Linked DNA regions of Zea mays: region 2 is linked to region 1. A link is a contact called in public Hi-C data. All regions are on one chromosome and are shown on one strand. Each heading gives the region's core, a stretch centred on a gene start, on an enhancer-like site or on the middle of the called end of the contact. The rest is flanking DNA. Distances are from core to core; before and after follow the strand shown.

What was found. A called contact is a pair of places that touch in the nucleus more often than the background predicts.
Region 2: a Hi-C map of ear shows a contact between it and region 1, with 2.5 times the contacts expected there. The contact joins two enhancer-like sites. A contact is called at or near these places in 3 of 25 Hi-C or Micro-C datasets (ear, endosperm and leaf).

What each region holds. Positions count from the first base shown.
Region 1 is chr10:28,419,343-28,426,000 of Zm-B73-REFERENCE-NAM-5.0, forward strand. No RefSeq gene overlaps it. Among protein-coding and RNA genes, the nearest start is that of LOC100280658, 16 kb to the left of the region's middle. Within about 2 kb of position 1,794, at least 17 of the 20 cell types and tissues checked have an H3K27ac peak or open chromatin away from gene starts, as enhancers often do. A contact at or near this core is called in ear and leaf, where this site is marked.
Region 2 is chr10:28,843,492-28,850,327 of Zm-B73-REFERENCE-NAM-5.0, forward strand. LOC542560 (oxo-glutarate/malate transporter1) reads right to left here. Exons shown (of 3, transcript NM_001112100.1): 3 at 4,380-4,890. The coding sequence ends at 4,528. Among protein-coding and RNA genes, the nearest start is that of LOC542560, 6.7 kb to the right of the region's middle. Within about 2 kb of position 3,675, at least 16 of the 20 cell types and tissues checked have an H3K27ac peak or open chromatin away from gene starts, as enhancers often do. A contact at or near this core is called in ear and leaf, where this site is marked.

The DNA of each region.
Region 1 (6,658 bases), core at 544-3,043:
GAGATGTGGCTACACATGTGGCTATGTGCGATGTGTGTCAAAGAGTTGAGATTGAACACCAGAGGCCAGCTGGACTACTGCATCCACTAAAGATACCCGAGTGGAAGTGGGAAGAGATTGGTATGGATTTCATTACTGGATTGCCTCGCACCCAGAAAGGATATGATGCTATATGGGTGATTGTGGATAGACTGACCAAAGTGGCACACTTCATTCCTGTCAAGACTACTTATAAAGGCTCACAGCTGGCAGTGTTATATATGGCTCGGATTGTGTGTTTACATGGAGTACCAAAGAAGATCGTGTCTGATCGAGGTTCATAGTTTACCTCAAGATTCTGGAGAAGCTTCCATGAGAATATTAATACAAAGTTGAACTTTAGTACGGCTTATCACCCTCAGACTGATGGACAGACTGAAAGGACTAATCAAGTACTGGAGGATATGTTGAGAGCTTGTGCCCTTCAGCATGGAGGAAGTTGGGATAAAAGTCTACCTTATGCTGAGTTCTCATATAATAATAGTTATCAGGCCAGTCTGAAGATGTCACCTTTTGAAGCTTTATATGGTAGGAAGTGCAGGACTCCTCTATACTGGGATCAGACTGGAGAAAGACAGTTCTTTGGGCCAGAACTGATTCAAGAGGCAGAAGAACAAGTCCGTATAATTCGGGAGAATTTGAGGGTAGCTCAAACCAGGCAAAAGAGCTATGCTGATAATAGAAGAAGACCACTGGAATTTGAGGAAGGAGATCATGTGTACCTCAAGGTGTCACCACTTCGTGGAATGAGGAGGTTTAAAGTCAAGGGCAAGTTGTCCCCTCGCTTCATTGGACCATTCATGATCTTTAGGCGAGTTGGGGAGATGGCATACCAACTCGAGCTACCTGCTAATCTATCTGATGTGCATAATGTATTCCACGTGTCTCAACTTAAGAAGTGTCTCCGTGTCCCTGAGGAACAATTACCAATGGAAGAGCTCAGTGTTCAGGGTGATTTGACTTACACGGAGTATCCTGTCTCCTTGACACATTGACTCGAGTTACAAGAAATAAGGTGATAAAGATGTGCAAAGTGCAATGGTGTCACCATGGAGAAGATGAAGCAACATGGGAAAGAGAAGAAGAGCTTCACATAGATTTTCCCCATCTTTTCCCTACTCCTTCGTAAATCTCGAGGACGAGATTCTTGTTAAGGGGGGCGGGGGGGTAGGATTTGTAATACCCAATTTTCAATTTGTAAGAGATCATATAAAAGGAGAAAATATATTTCCTTATTTATATGTGAGTGTTGTATCTATTTATCATCACATGTGAAACCCATAATTAAAAACAAATGATTAATAAAGGTCAAGCCATTAAATTATGCATCATGCTGGGATTTTATTTTTGTGTGCATTTTGTGACAATATAAAAATAATGAGACAAGAAATATATTAACTCAAAAAGAAAATCTAGAATCTACAAGAAATTCTAGAATTTAGAAAAGAAAAGAAATATTATGTGGATAAAAAAAGTAAATAAAAATATATTATTCCTACACTAAAGTTTAAATTTGTATAATTGACTCAAAACTCATGAAAGGATTCAAATTAAAATTAGGAATTTAAAATTGAAATAAGACAAAATAGAAAAAAAGAAAATATCAAAAAAGAAAACCCGCAGCTGGGCCAACTTCAGCCATTTCGGCCCACTTCACCCGCGCATGCGGCATGCGCGACACTGATATCGCCTTCGTGCGGTTGCGCCGACGCCTGGGCCCCACCTGTCTGACATTGTGTGGATGTGGGTCACGGGTTCGCCGACAAGTGGGGTCCACACGCTGACTTATCCTCAGAATGTCGCATACCCTCTCGGCCTCGACACTGGCAAGTGGCCCCGGAACAGCTGCCTCAGCACGCTGCCTGAATGAACTCGCCGAGATCGTGCGTGGGGATCTCGCCGGCGAACCGGCCCTGCAGACCTCCCCTCGCCTCAGCACTATAAGGCCACTTCTCTAGTTTTCGATGCGATTGACCTTACCCCATTGCCCAGATTAAGAAAACCTAGCTGCCATCACTAGAGGGAGAGCTTAGAGAGGCAAGTCAGAGAGCACGGCGCCACGCCGGGAAATTCTAGGATTGGGGCGTACCTCACCAACACTCGCATCGAGGTGACCGCTTTGGTGCAGGGAGGTCGGGCGTAACACTCTCACTTGGTGCCGGAACTGGGAGCGTCACCAATCGACCGTTGATTCGAGCCAGGGCATAGCGAATCCTCGGCTCATCGCCGCCGGGACAAATCGCTACCTTCTGTCTTCTGTGCGGTATGCTTTCCCCTGTTCCGTTCACCACATACTTAGGATCGTTCCGCACCGCGTAATATCGAATGGGGGCAACGGTGGGACCGTGAATTTGTCGCCGTGGTTGCCTCGTCGCCGTTCAATCACATGGTGTCGTGGGCAGCAGCGCGCGATACCCAGTTGTAGATATTGAACATAGGATTGAATTCGTTGAGAACTACTTGGCGGATTGGACCGGGAGGGGTCACCTCTGGACCTGATTGCCGGACCTCGGCGGGCGCTCGCCATGGGCGGCGATGGCATCGTCGGGTGGGTTGGCTGGTGACGGGGAAGATTCATGTGAGCAGTTGATCGACTCACTAATGACCAGAATTGAGCGCGGGGCGGTATGTGTCTGGGTAGGCGTCATCCGTTGGAGCGGAATCCGGCAGGGCTGGGGGCAGACTGAATACTCACCGTTGATCGGTATTCGGGTGGCCCGGAATAGATCAAAGCGTAGGTGTCTTTGGGGCCATCGGATCTTGATCCATGGGCCGCCAGCAAGTACTAGTTCGTGAGGGCATCAATTTTAATCTGGGCCACTGATGTTTGATCGTGTGGCTGAGATCTGAACTTACCCCTTCGCCATGCACATTAGCGCAAGAAACCCTTTGTTATTTTAGTATCAACCCGCCGTCCATATTCACTATGCACTGAGTCTAGGATATCTTGCGCCGAGGTCCCTAGACTTTTATGAATTTGAGGCCTAGTCCAGAATTGTATAAAACCAGAGAAATTAAATGATAAATGGATTTTTAATATTTAAATAAGTGTTAGAACTTTTAAAATTCATAGAAAATTCATTTTTAGTCCAAATTATTCCATTCCAGTTTCTAAAATTTTGTAATATTATTATTTATCACTTAGAATCTCTGTTTTGACATGAAAACAGTAGTAAAATTTATTTCTCACTTAGTCTTATTTCAAGCACATCAAACCTTTGGAAATTCATAATTTAAAATATATAACTCCAAAATTAATGATTCCTGTTCCTAGGATTTTATTTTAATGCATAGATTATTATTATGTATTTTGTTTACATATTTGGTGTGATGTTAATTTTCTCTATATATTGTGCTTGTTTGTATTGTGGCGAGTAGAAGAGCCTCTGACTGAGGATCCTGGTGCCCAGCAGATAGAAGTTGCTGAGCAGGAGCTCACTGAAGGCAAGTTGTGCCCTTGACCACTTTTGTTAACCAATAATGTTTTTTATAATCATTTACCATGCATAGGCTTAATTTTGATGGGACCCGATAGGTCACCCTAGATTGTTTATTTCTTTACCTTGTTATCCCTGAATCACTTGGGTAGTTTGGCTATTGCTTTACATGGTTTTGGGATAATATTTCATTATATCCATGTTCCAGTTATTTTGTTATTCTATTTATGTTCATGTCAAGATCATTAATGTTAATTGGAACATGTAGCTTAACTTGAGAAACACGTGCCACCACAAGGGTAGTATGGGATGCCCTTGGCTGACTAATTAGGAAAGCTAGTGGAAGACTACCTTACCCGAAAGGGGCAAGGGCAGTAGGGGAGTTGCATGAAAGTAGGTTCTCGGGGTGATTTTGCTGCGATGGCGGTCAGACGGGGGATTCTTGCAAGTGCTCTTCCCATAAACTGTAGCGGGTTTTCGGAAGCTAGTGGAACTTTGTATAAAGGCCTCGTAGTGTTGCCCTACCTTGCTTCCTTGGTAGAGGTGTATGGGAGTCGCGATCCCTTGTTAGATGGGTAACATGACTTGTGGGTACAGGGTACAACCTCTGCAGAGTGTAAAACTGGTATACTAGTCGAGGTCACGGTCATGAGCAGTTCAGGACTCTCGCATGATTAATTTATGGAACTTAAATTCAATTTGTCATTTGCATTGCATGGGATTATGTATTAGTTTTGTTCTATTACTTTTATTAAGGTTTGGTATTTACTTATATTTAGTAACTGCTAATAAAATTTTGACCAACTAATTAAAAGCAATGCTCAGCTTTAGCCCCTATTGTTGATTAGCCTTACACATCACATGAACTCCCACCTTTGGTAAGTTCATGCCACTGGTTCCCCACAACTTGTTGAGCTATGATCATGTGTGAGCTCACCCTTGCTGTCTCACACCCCCACAGGAGAAGAACAGGTGGTTTAGGAGGAGCCACAAAGCGAGAAGTTTGATCTGATCTAGGTGGCGTTTCCCCAGTTGACTTTTGCGCCAAGGATGATCCTTAGTTCGTTTTATATTTATCTTTTATTTTGTAATAAGACTTCCGCTATGTAATAAATACTCTGATGTTATTGTGACATTTATCTCTATACACTCTGTTATTATAAATGTTGTCTTCTTGGCGCATGTATGAGATGCACCCAACTTTATCCCTTAAATCCGGGTGTGACAAACATGGTATAGGAAAAATTAACATCACACCAAACATAAGAACAAACTGCATAATAATAATCTACGCGTCGCTACGAGATCGTGGGTTCGAGAATCGCTAAATTCGGAGCTACGGTTAAGAAGTTATGAATTTCTGAAATTATTTAGCACCTAGAATAGATTAATTCAATTGAACAATTTTAATTCAAGTTTCAGGGTTAAACAAAGGTACTAGGTGATAAACAATATTTAAACAAAATAAATGCCACTAGAATGAATCAATTTGGAGTTATGGATTTTAAGTTATGAATTTCTAAAGGTTTTATGTGTTTGGTACAAAATTAATTAAGAGATAAATTTCATTATGAGTTTCATGCTAAAATAGTATTACTAATTGTTGGTCACTTGTTCTCAAATGCTACGAGTTAAGAACAAGGCAACACAAATGTTAATGGTTAAAGACCTTCATCCTTCGAAGCATTATCTCCCTTAGGATATAATGATCTTTAGACGAAGGTTATGAAGGACATACCTTCATCATCTCAATATGTAATGAAAAACAGGAGCATATGGGACATGTAAAGAATATGAATAATCAAATTTAATTCATTAGATTATCTATATTCTCATTACATAATCATGAACAAACATCGATGATATTAAATTACATTTATACCTTTGGCTTGACAGAAGGTAAGAATCCAAGAGTGACGTGCAAGTGAATACAAGTCAGCTTGAACAGTACGATGTTACTGTTCATCTATTTATAGGTACAGGACACAACATGGGTAAATTACATCCATGTCCTTGACATTTACTATTGACTAGGGAGTAATTTGTCGAGGACTAAGCAGTCTTTTCCCCTTTAGGTCGGTTTCATTCTCCATCACCGTCTTTGCGCTAAGCTGAAGCTTCTCCACCCATAGCTTCGGAACTAATTCATCCTTCTTCCAGACCGCGCCTTTCATACCATGCGCACCTTCATCTCAAAGCCGAAGGTTCCTGTAACAGTATATTATACTTAGAAAACATATTAGTCGTGTTTTTGAGGACCTTCAGAAGACGAAGGCCCCCAACAGTAGCCCCTCGCAGTATTAATTTGTTCTTGTATCTAACAAATTCAGACTGTGACGTGAACGAAGGCTTTTAGCCGAAGGTCCGAAAAAACACCTTCCCTTCACTAGAATAGCGAAAGTCAATGACAAATGGGGCCCACCAAGTTGCAATGCACTAGGCATATAAATAGAAACCCACAGCGGCGGCATTTGCTACGCCATTTCTGTTGCTTGCGTTATTTTCTCAAATTTTTAACTCTTGCTATCAGCTCTCGCTTGATTTTCGAGCTTCGTGATATACACAAGTGCTTGTTGCATGTCTGAAGAGAAGAATATGTCTGAGGAGAGGAAGATGTCTGAGGAGAAGAAAGTTGTGGACCCTTTTCTTGCTGGGTTTTACGAATCTATGGCAAAAACAAATACAGAGAAGATCACAAAGGAAATAATGGCGGATTTGTCTGAAGATTCTAACGATAGCGATGACTATGATGTGGAAAGTGGGGATGAAGATTCTAAAGATCGGCCCTGGCGGCCAAGCCATACCATCTTCGGAAAGTCGACCATTAAACAAAGTCAAATTGACGCCATGAAGGGAAGGTACTTTCGTGACATGTCTATTGTGAGGGTTGGAGGGGACAGCACCGCCCCTGCTCCTGAAGAAAATGAGGTTGTCGTCTATAGAAGCTTTATGAAGGCGGGTCTTTGGTTCCCGTTGAGCAAATTTTTGGTTGAAGTGTTAAAGATATTTCAGATCTTTCTTCATCAAATTACTCCCGAAGCTATAATCAGAATGGGTTTGTTTGTTTGGGCTGTGAGAAGCCAAGGACTGGAACCGAGCGCGAAGTGTTTTTGCAATATGCACGAACTGTTGTACGAGACGAAGGCTACCGACAAAGAGCAGTATCACAACAACTTTGGTTG
Region 2 (6,836 bases), core at 2,425-4,924, 430 kb after region 1:
GCGGAGTTCGTTGTCTTCCGGGGCTTAGCCCGAGTCTGAGCCCTGGGTCGGGCGGAGCGGAGTTCGTCGTCTTCCGGGGCTTAGCCCGAGTCCGAGCCCTGGGTCGGGCGGAGCGGAGCTTCCTATGGTGCCTGCGGCCGGGCCTGACTGCCTGTCAGCCTCACTCTGTCAAGTGGCACCGCAGTCGGAGAGGCGCAGGTGGCGCTGTCTTTCTATCAGGTCGGTCAGTGGAGCGGGGAAGTGACGGCGGTCACTTCGGCTCTGTCGGCTGGGGGGCGCGCGTCAGGATAAAGGTGTCAGGCCGCCTTTGCATTAAATGCTCCTGCGATTTGGTCGGTCGGTGCGGCGATTTGGTCAGGGTTGCTTCTTGGCGAAGACAGGGCCTCGGGCGAGCCGGAAATATGTTCGCCGCTGGAGGGGGCCTCGGGCGAGACGGAAATCCTCCGGGGTCGGCTGCCCTTGTCCGAGGCTAGGCTCGGGCGAGGCGTGATCGAGTCCCTCGAATGGACTGATCCCTGACCTAATCGCACCCATCAGGCCTTTGCAGCTTTATGCTAATGGGGGTTACCAGCTGAGAATTAGGAGCCTTGAGGGTACCCCTAATTATGGTCCCCGACACTTAGCGGGTCGAGGCTGAATCCAAAAGGCGTGAGATGGGAATCGGTGGGTACCTCTTGGTCGACGGGCGGTGACGAAGTCCCGTTAGGGACTGACTTCACCGTCGTCTCAGGTACGAGGGTGACACCCAGCAAGCCCTTCGCGAGCGTGCTGGCGTCGTCCGTTTGCTTGGGATTGGCATGTTGCGGGGAGAGGGCGCTCGTCTTCGTCTCAGACGCGAGGTCGATGCCCAGCGTGCCCCCCGTTGGGGCGTCGGCGCCGTCGACCCGCTCGACAGCCGACGAGATGCCGCCTCCTGCTTGGCCTTGGTTGCCCCACCTCCTCCTCCGTCGGCGGGGGAGGGGACGGGGTGAGCTCGAATGTTGTTCTTCCACCACGCGGGGAAGACGTCGTCGATTCCGCCGCCGGCGGGCGGGCTGTCGGCCGCCATTGTCGCTGTCGCACGGCGGGGGAAGGAGTATCATGTCGTAGCTGCCGTCGAGGGACATGAACTCAAGACTCCCGAAACAGAGCATCGTCCCGGGCTGGAAAGGTTGCTGGAGACTGCCCATCTGGAGCTTGACGAGAAGCTGTTCGTCAACACGCAGCAGGCCCCTGCCTGGCGCGCCAACTGTCGGCGTTTCGAAACCCGGGGGGTCCCTGGACCGACGAGTAAACTGTCGCCGCGTGCCCCAGCCCAGATGGGTCGACGCGAGACGGAGCGCGAAGGGGGGAAGGCAGCCGGAGGGAGACAGGCGTGAGAGGTGGAAATCCCGCGGCCTTCGCGTTTGTCCCACGCCCAGGTCGGGTGCGCTTGCAGTAGGGGGTTACAAGCGTCCACGCGGGAGGGAGCGAGCGGCCTCACGCGAGCGCCTGTCCCGTCCTTCCCCGCGCGGCCAACCTTCTGTAAGAGGGCCATGGTCCTTCCTTTTATAGGCGCAAGGAGAGGATCCAGGTGTACAATGGAGGGTGTAGCAGTGTGCTAACGTGTCTAGCGGAGGAGAGCTAGTGCCCTAAGTACATGCCATCGTGGCAGCCGGAGAGGTTTTGGCACCTGGTTCGTGTGGTGTCGTGGCCGTCGAAGGAGCGCTGGAGCCTGGCGGAAGGACAGCTGTCGGGGCTGTCGAGTCCTTGCTGATGTCCTCTTGCTTCCGTAAGGGGGCTGAGAGCCGCCGTCGTCACAGATCGTGCGGGGCGCCATCATTACTTGTCTGGCGGAGCGAGCCAGATGGGACGCCGGTCTTGTTCCCCGTAGCCTGAGTCAGCTTGGGGTAGGGTAATGATGGCGCCTCCTGTTGACGTGGTCGGTCCGTGCCCTGGGTTGGGTGATGTGGAGGCTCCTCCGAGGTCGAGGTCGAGTCTGTCTTCTGAGGCCGAGGTCGAGTCCGAGCCCCTGGGTCGGGCGAGGCGGAGACCGTCGGCTGAGGCCAGGGCTGAGTCCGAGCCCTGGGGTCGGGCGAAGCGGAGTCCGTCGTCTTCTGGGGCTGAGCCCGAGTCCGAGCCCTGGGGTCGGGCGAAGCGGAGTTCGTCGTCTTCCGGGGCTGAGCCCGAGTCCGAGCCCTGGGGTCGGGCGAAGCGGAGTTCGTCGTCTTCCGGGGCTGAGCCTGAGTCCGAGCCCTGGGGTCGGGCGAAGCGGAGTTCGTCGTCTTCCGGGGTTGAGCCCGAGTCCGAGCCCTGGGGTCGGGCGAAGCGGAGTTTCCCATGGCGCCTAGGGCCGGACTTGGCTGCTGTCAGCCTCACTCTGTCGAGTGGCACAGCAGTCGGAGCGGCGCAGGCGGCGCTGTCCTCTTGTCAGACCGGTCAGTGGAGCGGCGAAGTGACTACGGTCACTTCGGCTCTGTCGACTGGAGGGCGTGCGTCAGGATAAAGGTGTCAGGCCACCTTTGCATTAAATGCCCCTGCGATTTGGTCGGTTGGCGTGACGATTTGGCCAAGGTTGCTTCTTGGTGAAGGCTGGGCCTCGGGCGAGCCGAAAGTATGTCCGTTGCTGGAGGGGGCCTCGGGCGAGACGTAGATCCTCCGGGGTCGGCTACCCTTGCCCGAGGCTGGGCTCGGGCGAGGCGTGATCGAGTCCCTTGAATGGACCGATCCTTGACTTAGTCGCACCCATCAGGCCTTTGCAGCTTCGTGCTGATGGGGGTTACCAGCTGAGAATTAGGAGTCTTGGGGGTACCCCTAATTATGGTCCCCGACAGATTGATTGATTAAATCGGCCGTATTCCTCTGGTTTTACAGAGGGGGGCTGGACCCGTTACCAACAAAATACCGAGCTAATCCCGAGATTCTCGCCAACAAACATAGCAAGAAACTCGGAACCTTAATCTGTTCTGTGCTTGCGCGGACCGTCCGGCCCACAAGCACGGATCGTCCGGACTGCGGACCGTCTGGCCTCAGGGCCGGACCGTCCGGTGCTCTTTTTAGTGCTCAACACAATCTTGTGTTGGCAGAGGACAAAAATCCGATGTCTCTTTGGATCGGTCTCTTCATATCATTGTTCACCCCACTTGTAAAGACGCCTGACATTAAGAATAACAGCTTCAGGAGACCCACGGCTAGACCTCGGGGTTTTACCAAGAGCTTGTTTGTTTGTTGGCAGAGAGTGTCACCCATGCATGCTTAATAAACCCAAATGAAAGGAGTGGTGACAATGTTTGGCGGCATTCAATTACATAATACTTATTCCTCCATTTTTTTTATTTGTCATATTTTAGTTTAAAATTAAACTAGTAGATGACAAATATTCGAGAATGGAGGGAGTATTGTGGTCATACATCGGAGGCCATGGCATTATTTAAAAAAAATGCAGATATCAATGCTAAATGCAGAGGCCCCACCCGTGAACTAAAGAGATTAATATAATAATCTTATATATATAAAAGGTTGAGCTAAAGCAAAAGGGTGCTTTTGGTCTTTGGAAGTTTGGGTACCGACGACACCCATGACGAAAGTGGCGGTCATTTTCTTGGGCTTGGCTTCGTACACCGCTTTGCAAGACGACCGTACTGGAATGTGCGTGTTGCGCACTAAAACTTTCAACTGATAAATCACGCCATCTGTCTCACAAGTCGTATCTGCTGTCAATGCATCAAAAGTTGGCGCAGGAAAGCACACCCAATGTTGGCCGTGATTTTTCGTGACCTCCAACAGTGTACCTTTCACAGAGCACCTAACGTTCAGAGCGTTATTTTAGACAAAAAGGAAAACAGTGTACCTTTCACGCCATCTGTCTCACAAGTCGTTTCATCCCTAAGTCAAGCATCTCCACTAGCGAGCCATTGTTCATCCTCGGGATAGAATGATTGCAGTTGGTATTGAGGATGTCTTCATCATCTCTCCTGTTTTATCTTCTATCCCCTCTCCTATTACAGTACGGCCTTCACTATATAAACAGTACGGCCATATGCGGGATCTGCTGATGACAGCACTCGAGCATCATCTCACAGCAATTTGCAGAGTTCTCAAAGTCAGGAGCAATGTCAATTGTACATATCAGATGTTGCCTAAGAAGTAAGAACCCAGCCAGCAGTATATATAAATCTACCGGATGCACCAATGTGATGCAGAACATCGTGTGCTGTTGCAGCAGACTCAGAATCCGAACATGAAAAGGAACCAGCACCAATAGTCATCATCGTGGGGATATATATATATATAGGGATCTCCAAGAACCATTGAGCACAAACTCTATATAACAAATTTTGCGCGTTAAAAACTGCACCCTGGCCTCGCAATTAGCCACCGGAAGGTTCGAACAAATGTATCGATACCAACTAAAAAAGAATGGGTTGCATTGCGATCATGTCGACGACAAAACTGTGGACAGCGGCATCTGTAGCACCGCAAATTCAGGAAATAGTTTTCCTCCCCCCACTCGACAAAAAAACAACAGAAAAACAAAAGGGATGTCGCAGTTAATGTGCTGCTCTCTGCTCACCACAGCCCGATTATCTTCCACCAGAAGCCGCCCACCCCGAGCCAGATGATGATGTTTACAACGGAGATGACAAACCCATAGCCCCACCACTGAGCCAATGGGACATACCCGGCGCCGTAGAAGACGGGAGCAGAGCCGATGCCGTAGTGGGTGGTCCCGCCCATGAGGTTCGAGAGGAATGAAAGAACCATGGCAGCGAAAAGCGACGGGGTGCCCAGGGCACTCGCCACCGACAGGAACGCGGTGAACATTGCTCCGATGTGTGCGGCACCACTGGCAAAGAAATAGTGCGAGTAGAAGTACAGCAGCACCAGCACACCGAATGAGAGTTGCCATGACATGCCAAGCCCTCCAACAAACTGAGACAAAAGCAATAGAGTCAAATAAATGATAAATATGCAGAAGTACTTAAAAAAACTATATGTACTGTAGATGTCACAAAAAAATAGGAATACATCAGACCCAAGATAATTTAAACTGCATCATGTTACAATTACCAAACCAATGTATTTCGATTTTTTTTATTTCCTAGTTTGCATAGATACATCCATAAGCATATGAATTCAGAGCCAGTATTAAGTTCAGACAACCAAGATAACCATTCATATGACAAATCTAAACAGTGTCAAACAAGTCACATAAGGTTCTTACTATATCATGATGACTACCCAACCTACCCCTTCACAATTTTGGTGCTCTTCTTTCAGTGAAGAGACAAGAGCACAATAATTTGCTACTTGTTTCTGGCTAAGGGCAAAGAGATGCATGCCCTTCATAACCTATCTTTGACCAAAGTAAATTTTCATATTTTTGTGGAACTAGGTTAAAAATGAATAGTAAAAAAAGAAACAGTAAATGTCTAGGCTCCAGATAGCTGGATCATGTTGTATTGCAGTAAAAAGCATTCATCGTGGCAACACCTCTTAAAGAAGGTAGTTTAGTTCGTAAAGCATGCTAATCATGAAATCCTAACAACGAGAAATTCCTTATTTGACACTAGAAGTTGATATGGTTCCATCTAAGGCCGACAATGATAACCTTCAAGTCCATGTCAAATTAGTTGGAGATAGTCTAAAATGCCCCTCTCCTCGAGGCCAAATAAGCTGCATGTAGAGATGGCAATGGGGACCCGATCCCCGATTCCCCGCGGGGAATTCCTCTATTAGGGGACGGGGATGGGGAGATTTCTTCCCCCACGGGGATGTAAATGGGGAAATTTTCTCCCCCGACGGGTAAATGGGGACGGGGATGGGGAAGCATTCCCCGTACCCCGTTCCCCGTGGGGACCCGTTAAACTTACATATGACGATGTTTTTATATAATAGTTAATAATAGAAATAAATAATTATCTTGACAAAAGATCACTAGTTGTACAAATGCGTTCATTTTAATGTACACATAATGATTTTTACATCTAACAATGTGTATAAGTGACAATGTTTTACATTAATAACAAATGAAGTACGATCTAATTATAATTTAAGCGGGTACGGGGATCCCTGATGGGGATTTATCCCCGCGGGTAACGGGGATGGGGAAGAAATGTCCCCCGCAAACGTTCGTGGGGATCCCCGCGGGGAAAAATTTTCGTCGCGGGGACGGGGATGGGGAGCTAAAACCCGACGGGGAATTCCCCGTTGCCATCCCTAGCTGCATGGCCCTCAGCCTTCTCCCGTCACAAGCTCAAACGCCTTCTATCCTCTCTGTTGTTCCCTCTCCCGTGCCCCTCCGTCCCTAAACTATAGTCAATAGGTCATTCATATCCAGTTGAGGTCGAAGGGAAGCATGCACAGTGGATCAGATTGACAGTGGCAACCCGAGTGGCATAGGCAGCACCAGCCCAAACGGCCAGGGCGGCACTGGCCTGATCAGCGGCCAGGGCAGCTGTGCCCCAAGCCTCATTGGGGGTGGCAGCCTGACTGACCAAAGAGCCTGCAGCGTGCAGCCTGAGCACAACATCCAAGCAGCCTGGGCGCCTGATTTACCATACCCAAGGCTTGGAGTTCATCTGCCCCAATCCTCTCAGCGAAGCAAGCAGACATACTTTGGTTTTCTTAGGGCCTGTTTCTTTCCATGGACGGGAGTCACATATACTGCAGCAGCTATGCTGTGGGGAAGCACTAATTCCCTCACGTCAAGGTTATTTCCTGTTGAAAACCCTACCCAATGCTGAGGGTGGCCAACAGAAGTGTATCAAGGACGTCTGGTGTGATTCTGATCTTTTTTCAACTTTTTTCAGCCACAGACACCGGATAAGATAAAACAAACAGGGCCTTATCCTGCTCCCTTGTTTCTGTGCTCTGTA